Regions from separate parts of the Gossypium hirsutum genome. Here region 1 is linked to region 2. Evidence: chromatin contacts called from public Hi-C data. All regions are on one chromosome and are shown on one strand. Each heading gives the region's core, a stretch centred on a gene start, on an enhancer-like site or on the middle of the called end of the contact. The rest is flanking DNA. Distances are from core to core; before and after follow the strand shown.

Region 1 (5,996 bases), core at 1,682-4,181, 140 kb before region 2:
TTCTTTTGCTAAACAAAACAATTAAATGATTACTCCAAATAAGAATTTGAAGGATTAGATTACTAAATGCATACTTCCACTCAGGTTAACAGCAACCTCTAGGCGAAATCCAACAGATTGGTCGAATGTCCCAAAGTTTGAAACAGGGAATGGATGGATTGTGCTTCTCTCTGAGCAACTGAAAATCAGATTCACAACTTGCAAGTAATCAGAAACTCAATGGCAAGCAAGAAACCGTAGAAATGTCTATTTGAGTTTATTTTATTTTGTAAGCAGTTATTAGGCTCGTATTGCACAGAAACTTTTTTAAAGCACATCAGACTATTAAACCAATACCATACAATGCTATCAAACATCCAATTCATGGTAGTGTAGAGAGAGAGAGAGTCTAGATCTTTTAAACTCTAAAATCCAAGTTAAGAGATCCATTGTTCCGGAATAACTTCATTAAAACAAAAATATTATTCGAATATAGTTCTTATCCCAGAAAACACTCTTTCTCGTGGCAATCACCAAGCCTGAACATCTCTAGCTACCAACACACTAACTATACACACTCCATTGCGACACATTAACAAGAAAAAACTAACCAATTGAACATTGAAATGTATGATGTTAAGATTTTATGTTCAATTAAGACCAATGAAATACTATTGATGAATGGGAGATTTATTTTTAACAACTCCAGTGAAATTTACATCTAACAACTTTTGAATATATGATATGAAATACCGAGAAAATAAATGCAATTAAAAAAGGAAGATGAAATATAACTGCAAAATTGATATTTTCAAGGGACAGCATTGGATTTAGCCATAAGGCATAAAATTATTTGAAACTGTAAATTGAGAAAAGTAACTAAGGAATTTACAGTATGTTGGTAACTGGTAATTGTGAGTCAAAACCCGGCATCCCTTTTGCTGCTTTTTTCTCATCTTTTGCACTAGATCTCACTGTTCTACCATCCATTCATCATTATTCCACTTCCTTAATACCCCTAAAACAAATTAAAACAGTTAGTGCAAAATGAACTGCAAGTATCAGTCTTCCTTTAGTAAAGATAGTAATAGAACAATATGAAGAATAAAAATAACCCATAAAAATAACCCGAGCCACGCACAATAGAAATGAATCTTAAAACAGCTCAATATGAGTGACTGGGATAGCAAATCCATATCGACAGTTAAAAGCAAAACCATGAAGTCGCAGGCACGGAAGAGATCTCAACAATTTCGCATCAAAAATAACATTGAAATGCTCTCCGATAACCTACCAACGAACACCAAGCATACTAAAAAAGAAATTACCTAGGACTAAAAATACCTACTGGATGGGAAACATTGTCCCATGTCTAGATAAGCCTTTTTGAATCGTGTTCATATTATACAGGTTAAGATACACAATCAAGCAACAATAAACAGAAGACAATCTCAACAAGAACATGGATGGGACAGTCCACCATTCTTTGAAAAAGTATAGTACTACTGGTTAACCAAGAAAAGTATCCATTTTATGGTTTTCTTTTCCTTGTTTCAACTCCGATCAGACTACTTTCAAACCAGAATTTGAGATAAATACAGGGAACCACACAAGTAAAAGGAAGAAGTACAAAAAGTTACAAACAAGTTGCCTATCCAAGTCAACAATAAAACGTACATTTCAACAACAGACTTCCAGGCTATTTGAATAATAGTCCATAAACTCAACAGTCAAAAACACCAGAAACAAAAATAATTACACAAACCCGACATGAAAGATCTTCACATTTTCATTTAGAAACTCACAGTCTCACAAATTCTAAGAAAGAGTAGATCAAGATTGCAAAGCAAAAGTGAAAATAAACCAAACCCAAAGTTCAGAGGCTAAAATAGATTAAAAAAATGAAAATCTCAAAAGTTTTGCCCCAGCAATGCACAAGAACAAGTAACAATACTACAGAAAGCAGATCTAGATAGCACATGCTGACAGTTTACAAGCAGATATTAAAGGAAAATTTCATAAAACTTGAAGGATATTTAATATAAATTCAACTTTTTTGTAAAAACTCGGGCCATTTTTGAAAGCAGACTATACCTTCCCAGATTCAGTAGCTATCAACAAAGAACCAAAAAGCCCCACTACCCACCACCTAAATTAATGGCATGAAACCTAAACCACAGGGAAAAAATAACAAAAAGCCCTAAAAATAAGAGTTTTGAGAAAAGAAGCAAACACAAGCTTGCCAAAAGTAGTATTTTACCAACCCCAGAGATTTAGCGACCAAACTTTTAAACAAAAGAACATCTAAAGATCAAAAAAAAAAAAAAAGAAGCTAAATTTGTTCTAAGCTAAAAATACCCAGAAAGCCAAAATCATTCATAAACGCAAAAAATAATAATAATAATAATAACCAAATTCGAAGAAACTCTATAATGATCCAAATTGACTTACCCAACAAAAATCACACAATTTTAATATAAAAACCCATACCCATGAACAAAAATCTGTAGAAACACAGGAAAAATGAAACAAAGCAACGATTTTTTTCGAACTCCCATACTCAGTTTTTTTCAAAAAGAAAACCAACTTAGACAATACCTACCATTTTCTTTTCAAACTCAAACAGTAAAAACCAGTAAACTTCCCATGATAATAATTGGAAATGATTATTTTAAAACGGCAGATTTTGAAAGATCAGAACCAGAAAAGCTCACCCAGTGGAAAAAAAAATTGATAATGATGAAAATTGTGTTTGAAGTAAAATTATTCTTGTCGTTAATATATTTACTCGGATAATGATATTCCAATCTCTAGACGCCCTCTTGACCTGTTCTGTGAGAAATCTTTCCACTTTCCAAGAAGTAATGATATTTTAATTGCCTTTTTTTGTTTTTTTGGTAACTTTAATGGGGTTTGACATGAAATTTATTTTGTTTTTTAACTCTTTTTTCCACTTTGCTGTAAAACTGTGTCAGAGATACTGACACTGTAGTATCAATAAAGACAACCAATCTTTGATCAAACTGTGTTATGTAAGAAACCAGCTTTGGGTTTGAAATCTCCTACTGTTGCTACGCCACTCGTAAGTCCTTTAACCTTTTCTTCTTCTGTTTTTCACTTCTCCACTCCTTTTATTTCTTGTATATAGAGGTGTCCTCAAGCAAAGCCGTGACCTAATTTTGAAAGAATACAGGTTTGTACTAGGGATCGCAAATCCCAAATAACTCCACATAGAGCAGATTTTCTTTAAGTGGATGGAAGATGGTGTAAAGTAGATTTTTTTTAACAAGTACACTATCTTCGTCTCCCTTTATTACTTGGAGAAGTATGTTTAAATATAAAATTGTCGATTAAAAATAATTAGAAAAAGGTAAATTGAAGTGGAAATGTGCATAGTAAGAATGATTGCATCCAACATTGATAGTAATTTTATATCACTAGTGAAGTGTGCAGCGGTTAGTAGATTTAAGGCTAGTTTTCTATTCTTACTGCTGTTCAAAAATACTTATAAAAAGTAGATAAAAATATAATGTGAAAATTTGTGGTTTATTAATTTTTGGTGTTTTATATTACTACCAAATTTTGTGGTTAAAAATTAAAATGTATTTTCTAGACATGATAGTGAAAAGTTAAAGATAGATTAAGTTATATAATATTTAAATAATTTAATATAGTAATACATAAAATATATATTTTAAATACCTTTTAAATAATTTATATAAATTATTTGTAAAGTTAATATACATAAAATATTTTAAAAACTTAAATATAATAATAAATATTAGACATGATATGTGTACATACTTGATGCACACACATAGAGGATCCAATCGAAATAAATATGAAACAGTTTCATATAATTTTAATGAGGTACATCTTTACTGAAATTATTAAATAAAGATTTCATAAATTTCAATTAAAAGAGTATTTTTAAGATTAAAGTAAATCGATATCCTTTATGGAAAGGGTATCATGTCTTATTACAATCCCCTAAATCACTCTATGAGATTTATATTATTCAATAAGGTAATTTGAATACATGCAAGTCTTGATCTCTTCTTTTACATCTTATTCGAAATTCATTTGACTAGTAACCAAAAAAATTTTGAAAATCACCCAAAAGAGTTTCAAGAGTTTTCTAGTCATTTTCTTCTAAGGTGGATACTGTAGAAGCCAAAATAAAGTGTTGTCGTTGTGGTTTTGTGGTTCGATTATTACTTGGAATGTAGCTAGGATTTTTTCTCGGAAGGGCCAGAAATAAATTATAAATGTTGGGAGGAGGCGAGGCCACTACCAGCCCCCTCTAACTTTGCCACTAATTACTGCTCCAAAAACCATACAACAAAAAACAGATTTTCTCAAGTTAAATCGATGAAGGTATAATTTTCATACCTCCCTTTAACTCAGATCCATTCATTGCACATGAATCCATGGGTTATGATTGTTAGATTAATTTTTGCTTCGCCATAGTATGTACCGGTGTTCCAACAAAATGAACTTCCTCCCATCATTACTTTTCTGTTGACTAAAAGTCTCATTAGTAGAACAACATCTTCCAGCGTTATCGTTGCTTCACCTCATAAAAATGTAAAGTATGGGTCTTGGACTTCAATCATTCAACTAATACAGTAAGAAACAATGGCATGCACAAGAACTTGCCTATTTGAAATACTTTGTATAAACAAGCCCTCTCTAAGCGTCATGCAATTTGATTGTTCAAGGCATAAAAAGCATACTTTGACATACCTAAACAATTCAATCTTTAGGCTATTGAAAATTGCAAAAAATAATATTTAGTTCACTATAATCAAGGCATAATTTTATAGTAACAAATTTTAATAATAATGTGAGTAATTTTACTATGATTGTGGCAATGGTACCATTTAAAATTTTGGGTTGAAGGAAATTTGGTAGGAGAGTTTAGGAATTTAATAGTTTGGAACATTTAGGGTTAAGGTTTTGTGTAAAAAATAAAAGAAAACGGTGGGATATATGCGAGAAAAATATATTAAAGGTATACTTTCTTGAAGATACAACAAAAATCTTAAAACCAAGCAGAATAATGAAAAAGGTCAAGCATTTAAGTCTCTTCATAGACACAATTAGTAGCATAAGCTATATTATTTCATAACATTATTTTTTATGAAATATTATGTCTCTTCATAACACAACTCTTTTAATGTGAAAAATAATATACTCTAAAAAATCTACTAAATATTAATCAAGATTTAAAAAAAAAATCCATCAAAAACCTTAAGGCACAAGTGTCCCCATCTTTTTTCACACACATTTCATAGGTGATCGCCTTCGGATGTACTAACGTCTAGAGTGTGAATACCGCAACCAAATAGAAGAGTTAGGTAATTTCCGCAAGTATACGGGTTAGGTTGTAATATAAATTTATACAACAAAGTATCGGGTACCCCGAGGATCGTACCCAAGGGAGGTGAAACTAAACTAATTCTAATTTTTATGTTAACAGGTCTAATTAATAATTTAATTGAACTATATTACAATAAATCCTAAAGTAATGAAAAATCATATTTTATAAAAATAATTAAAAGGCATAGAAACAAAGAAGGGAACATAATTTGCAGATTTTATCAATTCTAATGATAGAAGACTAACTTGCTTTGATGGTCATAAATAACTCCTATTTTGGATTCTATCCAATCAACTAGTCATTAACTTAGCAGGACCTCTCAATCTTCCACTAACCCAATGAGTCGACAAGAACTACTTATCTCTCGACCTCACAGTCCAAACCGGATTGAGGTAAGGTTTAATGGATAGGTGTGAAAATATATAATGTCGGTAATGACAATATATCGCAAAGAAAAGAGAAATAAAAATAAAATAAAATAAAGAACACACAAATTTTACGTGGAAATCCTTTCGGTAAAAAACCACGGGCAGAGGAGAAGAAAATTCACTATGTCGAAAATTTGAATCGTTATAAGAGGAATAGACTATGTCTATTTATAGGCTTGTAAAGCCATATTCTAGTAAGACTGAAA
Region 2 (6,014 bases), core at 2,200-4,699:
TCAACGATTTTCATGAAATATTTAACTCCTATGTAACTCTGACATATTCATTTCCCTGAAGTATATGTGTTCAACACCCATTTCTGACACATACTCGGACATCGGTATGAAGACATGATCCGCTACGGACCAACAAATACATGAAAATCTTAAAATAAAATTGATCATACCCATGTCTGATACATACAAGTCTGAGTAACATAGTTACCTCTCAGCAAATAAATTGTAGTCTAAACTTAAATGCAACATGTCAATCCAATAAAATAGGAAAATATCATAACTACTTACTACCCAATTATTAGACTACCACAGTGCCCTCCCATCATCCAAGAAACAAGTGCAAAGCTCACTTATTCTGATTTGTCGTATGCCCTATATTGCTCCAAATATCTCATTTTTCTTAAGTACCAGTGTCTGATGCCTTTACGGATATGATATAGGGATATAATCCTCCAAAGATCCTCCAAATACATGAAAGCTTGAAAAAATTGAACATACCAGTGCCAAACACATTTATATCCGACACTCGCACTAAAGTTGGAGTAACATAATTATTTTCAACATACTAAGTACACGTAACATAATTATTTTCAAAATACTAAGTACACCAGCTACTTTGTCTTAAATTTTAATAGGAAATTTGAAAGTCAGACACTAGATTATTTAGCTAAAAACTGCAAGAAACAAGAGATAGGAATTAAAGACTACTGGTGAGTAATCCAAAATGCAATTAAATATTACCTGACATTGCAACATAACTAAGGTTGGATACATGCGTTTTTATGAAACTTTTTTATGTTTTATCTATACCAAAAGTAATGTATATATGGGGAAAAATAAATGCAACCATATTCTGCGGGGTATGGACTTATGCAGGTTGGGAATGGTAGGGAAGAACAGGGAAAGAATGAAGTATTAAACTGTATGCCTGAACAAAAGGCTAGTTTGTACCTTTGGAAATAAAAGACCTGGTCCACTAGTTGAGTTAATCATCAGTACCTCGACCACCTTTCCAAATTTTACATCATCTGCCTCATTTGTACTTCTATACCTAAATGGGATACATCTGTCAAGAGAGAAGAGCAAATTTAGCACATCAACATCAACTGCGAATAGAATTTTTACAAAACTTCAAAACTGACACCAAGTGTCCCGTAAGTCCAAAAAGTCTATGTCATTACATTCAGAATGAAACAATTCAATTTCAATCCAAAATAACAAGCAACAAGGGAAAAAGAAGAGAACAGATTGAAGACCTAACATTCTCCCAACATGGTATGTATAAAAATACGGTCATAGTTTGCCGTCAGACGGTAGAAAAAAGGCCAAAAATAGAGAGGAGCCCAATTCAATAACATCTTCCTCATTAATATGCATTTGTATTTGAAGCTCACATCCGAGTCCAAATAACAAATTGAAGGATGTCCTATAACCAAGACAAATTTTTTATTTAGTTCCACCAATTAAGTCAGCATAACTTCAACTGTTAATCATAACTATATGGATTAAGCTGCTTGATCAACCAGTAATAAAGGATAAGTTAGGAAATTTCTAAGATCGTTCATAATCTTCCCTAGTTTTTCTTTGTTTGCCTGCCAAGGAAACAGAATCTATCACCATCATACCATATTATTAAAACAATAACCACTACTATTCAACACAATAAATTTTCCAAGGTCTCACAATCTCCTTTTGTCATATGTCATATCCACCAGAAGTCACTCTCAAGGCCATGTTGATATGCTAAGTCCGTTCCACCTCATGAGTCATTCATGAAATTTTGATATTCCAAGATTACCTCCAAGAGAAAATATCATTTCTTAAGCCAGTGTCACATTTTCCAAACACTTCAACTACCAATTATACTGAAATCTACAAAGAATTATCCTAGAATATTAGTTCCAAAAGCTCATAAGGCAATGTGGAGAAGAAAATTCTACAAATATCGTTCACTTCATCACTGAGAACATGTACCCTCCTTCCAAAGCAATAATCTTATCCATTAAGCAGATATTATTGACATTTCTCATAGAAACAAACAAACAAAAATTAGACACAAACAAAATCCACCAACTAATCCCAAACTTTTGAACTAAAGTAAAACAAAAACAGTAACACCCACTTGCAATTTTCATGTCAAGAATGTAATAAAACATTTCAGAATTAAAATGTGCACTTTTATGCCATTGAAAACAAAACATAATCAATTTATACACACCAAAGTAATATATCCATTTTCTATGGTCATGCCAAGAATGAAAAAAAAATCCATAGAACCTCAAAATGAACCAATCCTAAAAACAAAAACAGGAAGTACCCATTTTCAATCTTCATCTAAAAAATGTAATAAACAACAATTCGAACCTTAAATGAACTATCTCAACACACACCAAAAGAAAAGAAAAACGAACAAACCCTCATCTAAGAATGTAGTGAATCATTCGAACTGTAAAACTACTCATATCTAAACAAACAGATAGATAATATACCAAAAATTAAAAGCCATTTGATATTCCTGTAAACAATGTCCTTAATAAAAATCCACTCCAACCTTCAAATAACCTATTAAAAAACTGCATATACCAATGCACATATACAAGATACACACCAAAAACAAAATACACACATCTGCCAACACAATCCCAGAGACGATACAAACCATTCAAAAATTAAAATGCACCATTAGAATTCAAAAACACCAAAAATAAAACAAACCCATTCTCCAGATTCTTTTAAAAAGGAATATTCTAATTGATCGATCAAAATAAATAAATAACTCAAACCCGATGCTCTAATAAACATTCCAATAACAGAAACAACACCATTCAAAAAGATAAAAAGAACCAAAAATTGATCAATCAAAATTCTCAAAAGCCACATGCAAACATATCTTCCACATCTACATTACACAGTTTAAGCAACTAATCATAACAAAAAACATACCCAGCGACAAGGCGAAAACCAGCCTCGTACCTTTGCTGAAGACGACCCGTACGGGCCACCAAATCCGACATAATATTATGAAAAAATCACAATTTCCTTTTTTTCTTCTTTGTAAATCTCAAATCCTCCTAATTTCAACAAAAGCGATCATGGTTGGTGTTTTTTTTGTTTCTTTTTGGGGGGTTTACAAAAAATGCTCAGGCTTGTACCGGATTATGGTTCATCCATTGCTGCTGGCATCGGAATTGATGGTGATGATCAATGCTAGAAAACATCATTTAATGGTTGTGATTTTCTTGTCTTTTTATGTTAAAACTTGGGGGCGTTCAAAAGTAAAAAAAAATTCGTAATCAATGCGAAATTTCTTTTTCAGTTTTTTGGGAGGAAAGAAAGAAAAAGAAGGAAACTAAGAAACTAAAGAGAGAGAGAAAAGGAAAGCGCTAAGAACGGATCGAGCGGTGGAGTGGTCAAAAACCATGTGAGCTGAGCTGGTTATTATGTGGCTGGATAAATTACAATATGCATCACCTAAATCAAAATATTTACTTTATGCTACCTTTTCAGTAAGTAATTATCAAAATCGGATGTTGCATTTGCTTTTCTATCCTTCAATCCAAGAATTATCAAGTAAGTGGTTGTTTTTGTATTTGAGTATAGTAATTTTTTAAATCAATTATCAAAATAAGTATCATTAAAAATATTTTCTTAAAATATATTTTTAAATACACATCAAATTTATGAGTGTCAAGTTTATTATATGATAAAATCATCACAATACATGTCTTATTTATAAAAAGAAAAATACTATAAATTACGGTGTTCAAGACCTCAATATTATCGAATTCAGGTTACTCAACTTTAACTAGGATATTTATTTAGCAATTAGTACAACCAATTCATTTAATATTAGAACTCAACATTTGTGAGTGTAATGGCGAAGTCAGATAATTATTGTAATGAAGATCGAAATTAGATTATATATTCTTAAGATAGTAAAAATATAATTTCATCATTTTAATAATTTATATTTTTATAATTTTAAAAGATTAAATCAAATTTTTATTATTTTTAGAGGATTAAAGTAAAATTTTACCATTACTAAAATTATAGTGTTCAATAATACCAATTAGTATAACCAATTCATTTAACCTTAGAACTCAACATCTATGAGAGCAGTGGTGAAGCCAAATAATTTTTTAAACAGAATTAAATTATATATTTTTATTGTCATAAAAATATAATGTTATCATTTTAATATTTTATATCTTTTTAATTTTTAAAAAATTAAATAAAATTTTATCATTTTTAGGACTAAAATACAAATTTATATTTACTAATTTAAAATTTTATAAATAAAAAAAATTAAATTAAAAATTTATCATTTTAAAGACGTACTAGGTGAGTGTTAAGTTAATAAAAAATACTACACCCCTTTCTCTTCTATTCCCACAAAATATCAAACATTCAAACTCTCCTAATTTTCCCAAAAATTACCATTTTCTACTTTTTCAGGAAAAAAGATCGTTTAAAGGTTTGAAGAAGTAATTTTACCATGCTGTCAATATGGGGATACCTATAAGTTTCCTCTTAAGTCTTCTCTATCAGAGATTCCTTTGATATTGGGGATACTATTTGATAGGACATTGTATTGCATTGATGTTGAGTTCAGGCTATTTAACATCACATCTTATGATTGGTGAGTTTAGCAACTTCCAAACCCTATAAATATCTCACAACGCCTCATTTCGTTTCTCAATTACATCTAATGGTTATCATTTACAGCTTAAGAAAATAAGTAAATTGTTGTCAGTGCTTTGAAATAGTTGTCAAGTGAAAAAAGAAGTACAAAACAAAAGGTTTTGAGTTTTCTTCTTCTTCAATGCATGTAGATACTTGATGCCACCAACTCGCTCTTTTTAGGATTTACGCGCCTAAGGATTTGCGGCTTTCTCCTAATGCGAGAGCACTTTACAAAAGTTGCCCACTTATGCGAAAAGTCATGTCCAGTGGCTTAGGCAGATAAGTCATGGGTATCAATTTAGGCGGGTGCACATGGCAGCTGAGACCATCAAAAGTCACTAGATAGTAATGTGTTAGCGACTAGGGAAATGGTTTAAAGCTTTTCAGGCACATACGCTTTAGGGTTTGTGATTATGGTGGCATTGATGACCCTAGACATACACAAAAATAGTTATGTTTGCCAGTCAAATCAATCGATAGGGTGTATCATCTCTGTGAAACTAGCAAAACTGGTAATGTTTTCAGAATTGGACTGGACCAGCTAGTATACCCGGTAATCAATCCGTAAACCGAACGGATTGGTCGGATTAAAAACCGATCAATAAACCAATCCAATGATAAATAATAAAAAATCGGTCAAAACGCTTTTAAACCATGAACCGGTAAAAATGGGTCAAATCGTTTTTTGCATTTGACACACAGAAAATAATAAAAAAATAACTTGAAAAAAAAAGCCAAAAGGTTGCTGCCTTCTTGTTGCTCCACTGCCGTCGGCAACTAATTGCTACCTTCTTGTTGCCGCCGGCCACCCACCATATTCAATCAAAGAACAATAATGACAACTCAATGGGGTTGGCTTTGAGCTTGGGTGATTCGATATTCCACCAAGCGATTTTCGTTTCTAGAGAAAAACCCAATGGATTTGAGTTGTAAGATGAAAAAGTTCAGATAATAGGAAAAAAGTTGGAAAATAGAAAAGAGAGATGAAAAGATGTTAAGCGGCTAGGGAAAATAAAAATGATGAGACTAGGGTTTTGTCAAATTTTTTTGCTATGGGCCTAACATAGCTGGGCCTTACTAGTAATTTTGCTCCACTAAAAGTTTGGTCCAAGTTGTATTTTAAATTAGGTTTTTTAAGTATTATTTTAATATTTATATTATTTTTTATTATTAAACAGTAAACTGGTCAGATTACAAGTTGAACCAAAAATCGGTGGTCTAATCGATTTGATCACTAAATTGGCCAAACTAGTGGCCTAATCGGAAACCAAACTAGTGATTTTTTTTCAATTTACGTAATGTTATTAACTAATTAATTATCTTATTATCAT

What was found. A called contact is a pair of places that touch in the nucleus more often than the background predicts.
Region 1: a Hi-C map of leaf shows a contact between it and region 2, with 1.7 times the contacts expected there. The contact joins the promoter of LOC107896363 here to the promoter of LOC107896361 in region 2. A contact is called at or near these places in 3 of 34 Hi-C or Micro-C datasets (all in leaf).

The regions. Positions count from the first base shown.
Region 1 is chrA10:106,338,896-106,344,891 of Gossypium_hirsutum_v2.1, reverse strand. LOC107896363 (transcription factor TGA2) reads right to left here and starts at 2,931. Exons shown (of 12, transcript XM_016821518.2): 1 at 2,694-2,931; 2 at 872-997; 3 at 75-178. The coding sequence starts at 969.
Region 2 is chrA10:106,195,749-106,201,762 of Gossypium_hirsutum_v2.1, reverse strand. LOC107896361 (nudix hydrolase 16, mitochondrial) reads right to left here and starts at 3,449. Exons shown (of 4, transcript XM_016821514.2): 1 at 2,944-3,449; 2 at 952-1,066. The coding sequence starts at 3,014.